Linked DNA regions of Muntiacus reevesi: region 1 is linked to region 2. A link is a contact called in public Hi-C data. All regions are on one chromosome and are shown on one strand. The core of a region is the stretch at or near the end of the contact, and the rest is flanking DNA. Distances in the headings are between cores, read along the strand shown. Region 1 holds the start of MCM10 (minichromosome maintenance 10 replication initiation factor). Region 2 holds the start of FZD8 (frizzled class receptor 8).

What was found. A called contact is a pair of places that touch in the nucleus more often than the background predicts.
Region 1: a contact with region 2 is called in a Hi-C map of muscle, with 4 times the contacts expected there. The contact joins the promoter of MCM10 here to the promoter of FZD8 in region 2.

The regions. Positions count from the first base shown.
Region 1 is chr2:27,272,339-27,277,043 of mMunRee1.1, reverse strand. It overlaps MCM10 (minichromosome maintenance 10 replication initiation factor), which reads right to left and starts at 3,433. Exons shown (of 21, transcript XM_065921119.1): 1 at 3,375-3,433; 2 at 860-944. The coding sequence starts at 866.
Region 2 is chr2:26,266,067-26,271,309 of mMunRee1.1, reverse strand. FZD8 (frizzled class receptor 8) reads left to right here and starts at 2,860. Exons shown (of 1, transcript XM_065921109.1): 1 at 2,860-5,243. The coding sequence starts at 3,617.

The DNA of each region.
Region 1 (4,705 bases), core at 2,184-4,683, 1.0 Mb before region 2:
CATTGTAATTGAAAGAAATACAGAAATTGAAAGAAATAAACTATATTTTGATTTGGATCAATCTTACATACAATGTTGAATGAAACCAGGAGAGGAGTAACACGTACAGTGTGAAATAATTTATATAAATATTTTAAGGTAACATGGATACCAAAATCTACAGATGTTCAAATCCCTGATATATTAATAAAATGGCATATATATTTTTTGCATACAAGCTATGCATATCCTCCTGTACACTTTAAATAACCTTTAGATGACTTATAATACCCAGTGCAATGTAAATGCTATGTAAATAGTTGCCAGAGCTTAGCAGACTCAAGTTTAGCTTTTTGGAACTTTCTGGAATTTTTTTCCCCTCAAATATTCTCTATATGTGAGCAGTTGGTTGAATCTGCAGATGGGCAACCGTCAGATATGGAAGGCCAACTGTATGCATAAGATCTTGGAGCAGTGCATGGCACATAGTAAGTATATGCCAACCATCTTTACTATAAAAGACAACCAATGTTATTAGGAACAGAAACTGCACCTGGTTAAAACAAATAACATTCACTGACTGAAGTGAGATTTCTATTGAACTACTCAGACAATGGTGAGGGTAAGGTAACTATTTTCACTATTTTATAAGTGATATAAGTAACAACTAAAGAAGGAAATGGCAACCCACTCCAGTATTCTTGCCTCAGAAATCCCATGGAAAGAAGAGCTTGGCAGGCTACAGTCTACAGGGCAGCAAAAAGAGCTGAACACGACTTAGTGACTAAGAGAGAGAGATAGATAAGAAACAACAAGCCCATGGACAAAAGATTGATTTTTCATGAAACAAAGGGCAATTGAGAAAACTGCCAGGACTCACCATCCATGCTGTCAAGTGAACAGTGATGATGGAAAACTGAGGGAGTATCAAGTGACCAGGAGATGGCAGCAATGCAGAACCTTGGCTGTGTGGAATCAACATAGGAAAAATCACTCTCAATTGTTCTCTCTCACATTACATATCCAACAAATCCAGCATCCTACAAATTGTAGGAGCTTAAGCTCAGAATTAATCCAGGACCTGGCCATTTCTAACCCCAGCCAACCAACTTTCTCTCCCTCCTTGTGTGGATACAGTCCCTGTGTCTTGTCTGCAAGCTACTGTTAGGCAAATTTCGTTGAGGTACAGAGTTGTTTTGTAGATTAGACAGTAGATTACACAGATGAGACAAACTGTGAACATGCATTATGAAGCTCAGAGGAATAGCTGGCATAGCTAAGTAGGATAACTTTATATTATCCTGTGCACTTTCCTTTTTTCATTTAAAATGATTTTTAAAACTACAAAAGTGTAAATTTTCTAGGCTACTGTTTAACTTCTAAGTGCTCTATAATATATATGATCTTGGTAAGTTCGATGTCAAGGATTAATTACGGTGCTTTCTTTTCATTTATTCACCAGACATTCCCACAATCCATCATGTATCTGGCACTGTGCTGTCAACTGGGGAACCTGAAAGACTGTAAGGTTCCTGAGGGTTGGATATGGGCAAACTGTCTTGGTCATTTCTATAACCAACCCACCTCTGACCTACCCACCGCCCCCCCAATCATCTAGGACCATCTGACAGATGCTAAGGGTTCTTTCTTCAATATACTGCTAATATCTTCTGTGCTGTGCTCAGTCCTGTCTGACTTCTTGCGACCCCATGGACTGCAGCCCACCAGGCTCCTCTATCCATGGGGTTCTCCAGGCAAGAATACTGGAATGGGTTGCCATGACCTTCTCCAGGGGATCTTACCCACCCCGGGATCAAACCCACGTCTCCAGCACGGGCAGGTGGATTCTGTTACCAGTGAGCCATCTGGGAAGACTCTAACCTAAGGAGTCAGGTGGGAAAATCATGAGAGTACTGATATCTTAAGGAGCGCTGGTCCTGGCGGAAGATGGAATGGAGGGAGTGAAGGTTGAAAGGAGTGCGAGGACGTGGGAGAAACCTCAGAGGCATAGGATCACATCCCGTGGGAGCCTTGTTCAGTATCTGGAACTCAGTGTATACCTCAGAGTACCCTACTGGGGAAAGATTAATTTCAACACCGTTCCCTGATTGCCAGTACAGACCTCCTGCTCAGTCACTCAGTGGTTTTCAACTCTTTCAGTCGAAAATCTTCGACTTCTCTCCAAAAACCTAGTCCAAGTCACTATCAATCTTTTGCCTGGAATACTGTATTAGATTCTCTGTCCCTCTGAAATTTATCCTCTGTTCCGCTGAAATTTATCTTCTGTGAAAACACTACAGTAATCTTTTCTTTCCTCAGCAATAACTGCAATCTCTTAAGAACATAAGCCAGATTACAATATTTCCTTAATAAAATTCTAATTAGTTTTCCATTGCCCTTAGAACAAAATTTACAAAGCCTACTTGCTCTCCTGCCTACTTTCACTTCCCCATTTTTTCTACAACCACTCCACCCAACCCCAACCCCGCAATAATGCTTCATCCAGACTAGCCTGCTTTGAACTTCTTGAACACACAAGTACTTTCAGGCCTCTTTGGAAAGCTCTCCCCTATCTCCTCCTCTTTCCTCAGTCTCTGCTTAACTACCAGTTTTTCTAAGCCTTTCCAGACCACTCTATCTGACCAGGCCCCTGGAACTCTCTCACCTCATCGCTTTCACAACTTGATCGCACATTCCACTATGGTGTACCTGTTTGTTATCTGTTTCCTGGTGGCTCAGACGGTAATGCGCCCGCCTACAATGCGGAAAACCAGGGTTCAATCCCTGGGTCGGGATGATCTCCTGGAGAAGAAAATGGCAACCCACTCCAGTACTCTTGCCTGGAAAATCCCATGGATGGAGGAACCTGGTAGGCTACAGTCCATGGGGTCGCAAAGAATCGGACACGACTGAGCGACTTCACTTTCACTTTTTCACCCACTTTAAACTGGATAACACGAAAGTAGATGTGATGGGAGCCTTGCACCCCTATTAGCAAATCATAAACTTAAGCATAAATTTATAAAAGAGAAAGTCCAAAGGGCATGTATTTAGCAAACGTTTTAAACGGTTACCTTTAAAGAGAAAAAAAATGGACCCTTACACACCTTGGACGGCCGAACGCCTGGCACCTCTCGGCGCCTTTCGGAACTACCCGCCATTTCCCAGCTCCGAAACGGTCCACGGCTCCGCACCCAAGGCCCTCCCGGCCGCCCGGCCCCGCGTCAGCCCGGCAATCGGCCCAAGCCACCTCCGCGTTTGCCTAGTTCCAGTCTCACCCTCCTGAGGGCCCCCGAGCTCCGCGCCTCTCGCCCTCGGAGCTCATTAAACCCTCACACAGACGCCTTCGGAAGCCCCTCAACCTACCCCACAACACCCGCAGACTCGCTTCTTACCCGGCTCCTCACCCCTTTACTCTGCACAGCCGGACCCGCCAAAATTCCAACTCTTCTCCGCCCCAGCTTCTGACGTCAGACGCACGCCTTCTCGGGCCTGTACTGATTGGCTACTTCAGAACTCTGGGCGGAAACGACCTCAAGGAGGCGGGGAGAAGGTGACCCTTGCGTTTAGCAATCAGATCGGCTCACGTGACCGGCGCCCTCTTTGTTGGGGGCAGGGGAACTCCCGGTCGGTGAAGTCCTAGGCTCCTCCGGTTAAGTGTTCCAGCGTCGGGAAGTAGATGTGTCTTTTTGTGGTCAGTTCCTGACACTTTCCGGGACTGACTGTCATTCGATTCTGAGCCTCGTTTTCTCTTCCTGTGAGGTGGAGGGTAACTCTTGATGCCGACAAGCCTACACATTGAGGCTCAGACCGCGGAACTCATTGGAAACTTTCCCCCTGCCCTCACAGATTGCCGGTGTTGCCTGTATACAGATGTTGTTGATTATTTCATTTAGTTGATTATTTTACAATCTTGTGTTCAGTTGAGATAATTGGACTAAAAGAAAAGTCTGGTCCACTTTTACCTCTGTCTTATCTTGGGGAAGTAATATCATCATCATCTGTAAAATGAGAAGGAAATACTAGGTGATATTCTTTAACATAGTAGAAACCACTGTTTCTAGAGGAGTCCGTGGTCCTTAGACTGGGAATTGCGTCAGAGTTGGGAATAACTGTTTTCTGCTTCTTCCCATCAAAATGTCAGCATCTGAAGACAAGGGACTGTATCTTCGTGGTCCTATCTCTTCCTCTCTCTCCTCTTGCTTGTACCTGGCACACACGAGATGTTTACAGAGAGAAAATGTCGAGAGCATTGCCTTCTTAGCAAATCACTTAGCTTTGGAGGGCTCATTTTTTTTTTCCCCCCCCCATCTCTAGAGTGCTGATGAAAGCAATACCTGGGTTAGAGGGTTTCAGGAAGGATCAAATGAGAATTTCCAGTACATTTTTACACTCTGGTTATCAGTCATAGTCACTTAGTGCCTTTGATGTGCAAGGGTGGGCAAAGACGTCTAATTTGGGAGATGTGATGTATGCATAAAAGACAAATTACATAACATGACAGGGGGCACCAATTTTGCTGAAGAGGAGGTGAAAGAGAAGGTGAGGTGAAAACACTTTTTTTTTTTAAGTTGATAAATCAAACTGTGTGGCAGATGATGAATACCAAGTCAAGAACTTTATTCTGTAAGTGTTAAAAAGACCATGTTTGAGCAGGTGGGGGAGGAAGGAACAAGAGCTAGATAGAGGAAGGTGTGTCTAAGTGCTTAGGCTCTGGAGTTAAGAG
Region 2 (5,243 bases), core at 1,611-4,110:
GTTAGATTCATGCCTTCAACTTGTTTATATCATTATGCTCCTGGGCTATTCAGTAACCAGACATCTGTTCAGAAATCCCACTAGAAAGTTCCCTACATTATTTATGTCACTACTAAAGCTATTTTCCCTCCCTTAAAAAGCAGCTGCTTTACATACAAAAGAAAAATCATTATTTAGCCAGGATGTTGATAAATGATCCTAGTTTCTTTTTGCTGACCCATCATTGCCTTTTATACACTAATTGGCTTCCTAAGCCTCTTCTGCTCGCAAAGATTGCCAAGTATCCATTTAATTTAATAGTAAAATTTAAATGCTATTCTTCTATTCTCTCAATTAAAAGTAAGCATTTAATGATTTTATGTAAATGGTTTTAATCTCACACTCAATAGCTGATAAATGATTTTTGAAAGCTCTGAACTTTTTGTCTGCTTTTCTCCAGCAAGCTTAATATATTTTCCCCAAATTTCCACATTCTACATCATCAGAGCTTTCATCCCGTCTCAAAAGGGGGGAAAAATTTTTTTTAATGCTAATTAAAAGCCAAAATCAACTATTTGCAGCCTCAACTTTCAAATGTCAATTTGTTTTTACCCAATTCAAGTAAATTTATATAGTGTAATTCTAAACTCCACTATTTGACATTTCCTGCCGAAGAAAATCATAAGAAACTGTCTATGTTGCTTTTGGAAGCAAGCGCCTCCTATCTGTGGTCAGGGGGAGGCAGGGCCCAGGCTGGTCCTCAAACTGGGTGATTTGCCTTTCTACTGTGCTTAGCATCATATCTCCAGGTATCACCTGCTGTTTTTCTGCAGCTGAATGTTCTGGATTATGGCCATGGCTTGAAAAGGATGCCAACAGGATAGAGGTGACATTCTGCGTTCCATATGCCACAAAGGGAATTCCCATCCGAAGAAAGGAAAGAAATTCATTTTTAAAAGACCAAGTAATAGTTTAGTCTTTGCATTTTTGAAAACTCGAGATCATTTTCTGCTGAATCAGCCAATCTTTCTGAAGCCTCGGAATTTCTGGTTCCTATTCAGTATAGTTTTACTAAAACAAAAAATGCGAAGGAAGTGTTTTGTTTTGGTATAAAGAGGTTCTAAATAAACCAGTTTAAAAGAAAAAGGACAATGGGGGTATGACTACAGCCTGGTGGCTCTGCCTAGAATTCTTGGTGGAAATACCGAACTTGCCAAAAATTAGGGGTGGGGCTGGGGTGCGGGGGAGGGGTTGGGAGATTTTATCTTTCTAATTAGAATGCTGTTGCTAAATTAAGCTAGAGAGAACATGACGAGAGAGACATAGGGTCCTGGCATATACAGATGCTGCTAGTTATTTTTGTTTCACGACAAGAGTTGTTTGTAAACAGGTAATTACCAACTACCACCACCACTGCATCCTCCTCCCCCGCTCCCCCAAGCCAATAAAAAAAGTCCTGGCCTCAAAGGAGCTTTTAGTTATACCTCTCCTTCGTCCCCATAGCCTCAATAACTTTAGTTTTCCAGCGGAGAGGGAAAAGAGAGAGGGGAGAGGGAAAGGAGGAGAGAGAGAGACAGACGTCTGCTGCCACTCTCCTGGCTAACTGAAATGCTTGTTCCCGAGATTACAGTAATTACAGCCCCAGCGTGAGTTCCATACAAGCGCTAAATGAAACAGCACATCAATTAAAAAATAAACACTCCATTCTCGGAGAAAGACAACCCCCTGGGACGTCCTAACAAGCGTAAATGAACCTGCCAGGCCGCCCGCCCCTCGGGCCCCTCCCCGTCTAAGGTGGCTACGAGCTGGCGGGGGCCTCGCTCGCTGGCCGCGTCCCCAGCCGCTCGGCCCCGGGAACACCGCGGAGACGTGTCCGCGCGTCCGCGCCAGGGCCCGGCGCCGCCTCCCACGGGGAGGAGGAGGCTCTGGCAAAAACATGTCAACTTTGGAGAGACGCACATACGTTCCAAAAGCGCGAGGCTAAAAGGGAGAATCCAGCCACAGAGTTTCCAGCCTGTCCTATAAGTTTTTCTTTCTCCCTTTCTGTTTTTCTTTTTTAAAGAAGAAAGGGAATTATATCTCTTAAGGGAGCTCTTTATATATGTCCGGATGCTTTATATATCTTACCTAGCCTAATTAGCAGAACCCCCTTTGAGATCTGAACTAAACCCCTTTGAGATCTGAACCCCACTCTCCAGGTAGGGAAACTGACGCTGCCTCACGTCCCTCAGCTGAGGCAAGAGGAGACCCCTTTCTTCCCGCCCGCCCGGGTGCCCACGCCCCTCGCGCGCGCGCCCTTGGGCTCCCGGGTACCTCTTCCCCGGCTGCCCCCAGTCCAGCCCCACCATCTAGAATGAACTGCAGTCATTCCATTCTTCCCACATCGCCAAGCCTCCAAGACCGTCGTCTGACAATCCCAAGAAGGGCACCGCTTCCCCGTTCCCCCGCAAAGCCCCCGCGCACGCGCCGGCTGGCTGAGGGGCGCGGGGTCCCCTCGCCAGCAGGTTGCCCACGTTCGGGGAGCGTAGGAAGCAAGGGCTTGACTAGTTCGAAACTGGCCTCTGAAAGCGCGCGCTGCATAAAGAATCTTCCCCAGTTCCCAAGCGCAGGCTTGGGGTGAAGGAACCCCGACCTCAGCCCCACAGAGCGCCGCGGGGACGTTCGTGGCAAAACCCGTCTCTGCGGTCAACCCCAAGGTTATCCGGACTCCAGCCGCAGACAGCGCGCACTGCCGAGGGGACAGGCGGGTCCGCCCCAGGAAGGCGGGGCCTGGGGAGCGCGCAGACTCCGCCCCGAGCCCGGGATTGGCGCGCCGGCCGCGGGCGGAGACGGAGTCCGCGCCGTATAAATATTCATGAGCCGGCCAGGGCGTAGCGGGGCCGGAGCGGGAAGTTGGCGAGGGACACTGCTCCCGCCGAGGAGGTGGCGACGGTGGCGGCGGCGGCGGCGGCGGCGGCGGCGGCGGGGCGCGGGCGCGCCGCTCAGGTGTCTGCTCCGCCTTCCGGCCTGGATTTGCCTCCGTGAGTTCAACGAGAAGGGAACCACCGACACCTCGCCCCTGTGCCGGCCGGAGCGCGACTTCCACCGGAGGCGGGGCCCGTCATCCCGGCTGCTGACCGACGGACAGACGCCGGGGACTGAGGGCCGTGGCCTCGGCGGAGGCGGGCCCGTAACCCCGGCAGCAGCCGCGCGGCCTTGGGGGCGAGCATGAGCCCCGGGACGCCGAAAGGGGGCTGCAGGGGCTGACCCGGCTCAGAGCGGCCTGGCCCAGCCATCTTGACTGCGCACCGCGGCCCGAGAAGAAACTTGCTGCGCCGCCGCCCTCAGTGCCCGGCAGAGTCACCGGCGCGCGCGGAGAAAGCGACCGAGGGAGGGAGAGATGAGCCGGGGGCCGGCCACTCTGTCCCGCGAGGGCTGAGCCCGGCGGGAGTGAGCGGGGCAGACCCTGGGACCACGGTGCCCTTCGGCGGCCACCCTCGTCTCCCGCAGCCCCGAGAGGACGCATCTCGAGAAGGGACTAGGCTATTGGCAGAACCCCTCCCGAGAGAGGCAGGAGAGCCCGGCGCTCTCGCAGGAACCCCTGGCGCCCCTCCGCGCGCCGCCCGGAGGGCGAAGGCGCGGGGCCGAGGCGCGCAGCATGGAGTGGGGTTACCTGTTGGAAGTGACCTCTTTGCTGGCCGCCCTGGCGCTGCTGCAGCGCTCGAGCGGTGCGGCGGCCGCCTCAGCCAAGGAACTGGCGTGCCAGGAGATCACCGTGCCGCTGTGCAAGGGCATCGGCTACAACTACACCTATATGCCCAACCAGTTCAACCACGACACGCAGGACGAGGCGGGCCTGGAGGTGCACCAGTTCTGGCCACTGGTGGAGATCCAGTGCTCGCCCGATCTCAAGTTCTTCCTGTGCAGCATGTACACGCCCATCTGCCTAGAGGACTACAAGAAGCCCCTGCCTCCCTGCCGCTCGGTGTGCGAGCGCGCCAAGGCCGGCTGCGCGCCCCTCATGCGCCAGTACGGCTTCGCCTGGCCCGACCGCATGCGCTGCGACCGACTGCCTGAGCAGGGCAACCCCGACACGCTGTGCATGGACTACAACCGCACCGACCTCACCACGGCCGCGCCCAGCCCGCCGCGCCGCCCGCCGCCGCCGCCCCCCGGTGAGCAGCCGCCCTCTGGCAGCGGCCACGGCCGCCCACCCGGGGCCCGGCCCCCGTCCCGCGGCAGGGGCGGCGGCGGGGACGCGGCTGCGCCCCCTGCACGCGGCGGCGGCGGCGGCGGCGGCGGCGGTGGCGGCGGCGGCGGGAAGGCGCGGCCCCCTGGCGGTGGCGCGGCGCCCTGCGAGCCGGGATGCCAGTGCCGCGCGCCCATGGTGAGCGTGTCCAGCGAGCGGCACCCTCTCTACAACCGCGTCAAGACGGGCCAGATCGCCAACTGCGCGTTGCCCTGCCACAACCCGTTCTTCAGCCAGGACGAGCGCGCCTTCACCGTCTTCTGGATAGGCCTATGGTCTGTACTATGCTTCGTGTCCACCTTCGCCACCGTCTCCACCTTCCTCATCGACATGGAGCGCTTCAAGTACCCGGAGCGGCCCATCATATTCCTCTCGGCCTGCTATCTTTTCGTGTCTGTCGGCTACCTGGTGCGCCTGGTGGCGGGCCACGAGAAGGTGGCGTGCAGCGGCGGCGCTGGGGCTGCGGGCGGGGCCGGGGGCGCGGGGAGCGCGGCGGCAGGCGCGGGTGCGGCGGGAGCCGGCGCTGGGGGCCCGGGTGGGCGCGGCGAGTATGAGGAGCTGGGCGCCGTGGAGCAGCACGTGCGCTACGAGACCACCGGCCCGGCGCTGTGCACCGTGGTCTTCCTGCTGGTCTACTTCTTCGGCATGGCCAGCTCCATCTGGTGGGTGATCCTGTCGCTCACGTGGTTCCTGGCGGCGGGCATGAAATGGGGCAATGAGGCCATCGCCGGCTACTCGCAGTACTTCCACCTGGCCGCGTGGCTCGTGCCCAGCGTCAAGTCTATCGCCGTGCTGGCGCTCAGCTCGGTAGATGGCGACCCGGTGGCAGGCATCTGCTACGTAGGCAACCAGAGCCTGGACAACCTGCGCGGCTTCGTGCTGGCGCCGCTGGTCATCTACCTCTTCATCGGCACCATGTTCCTGCTGGCCGGCTTCGTGTCGCTCTTCCGCATCCGCTCGGTCATCAAGCAGCAGGGTGGCCCCACCAAGACGCACAAGCTGGAGAAGCTCATGATCCGCCTGGGCCTCTTCACCG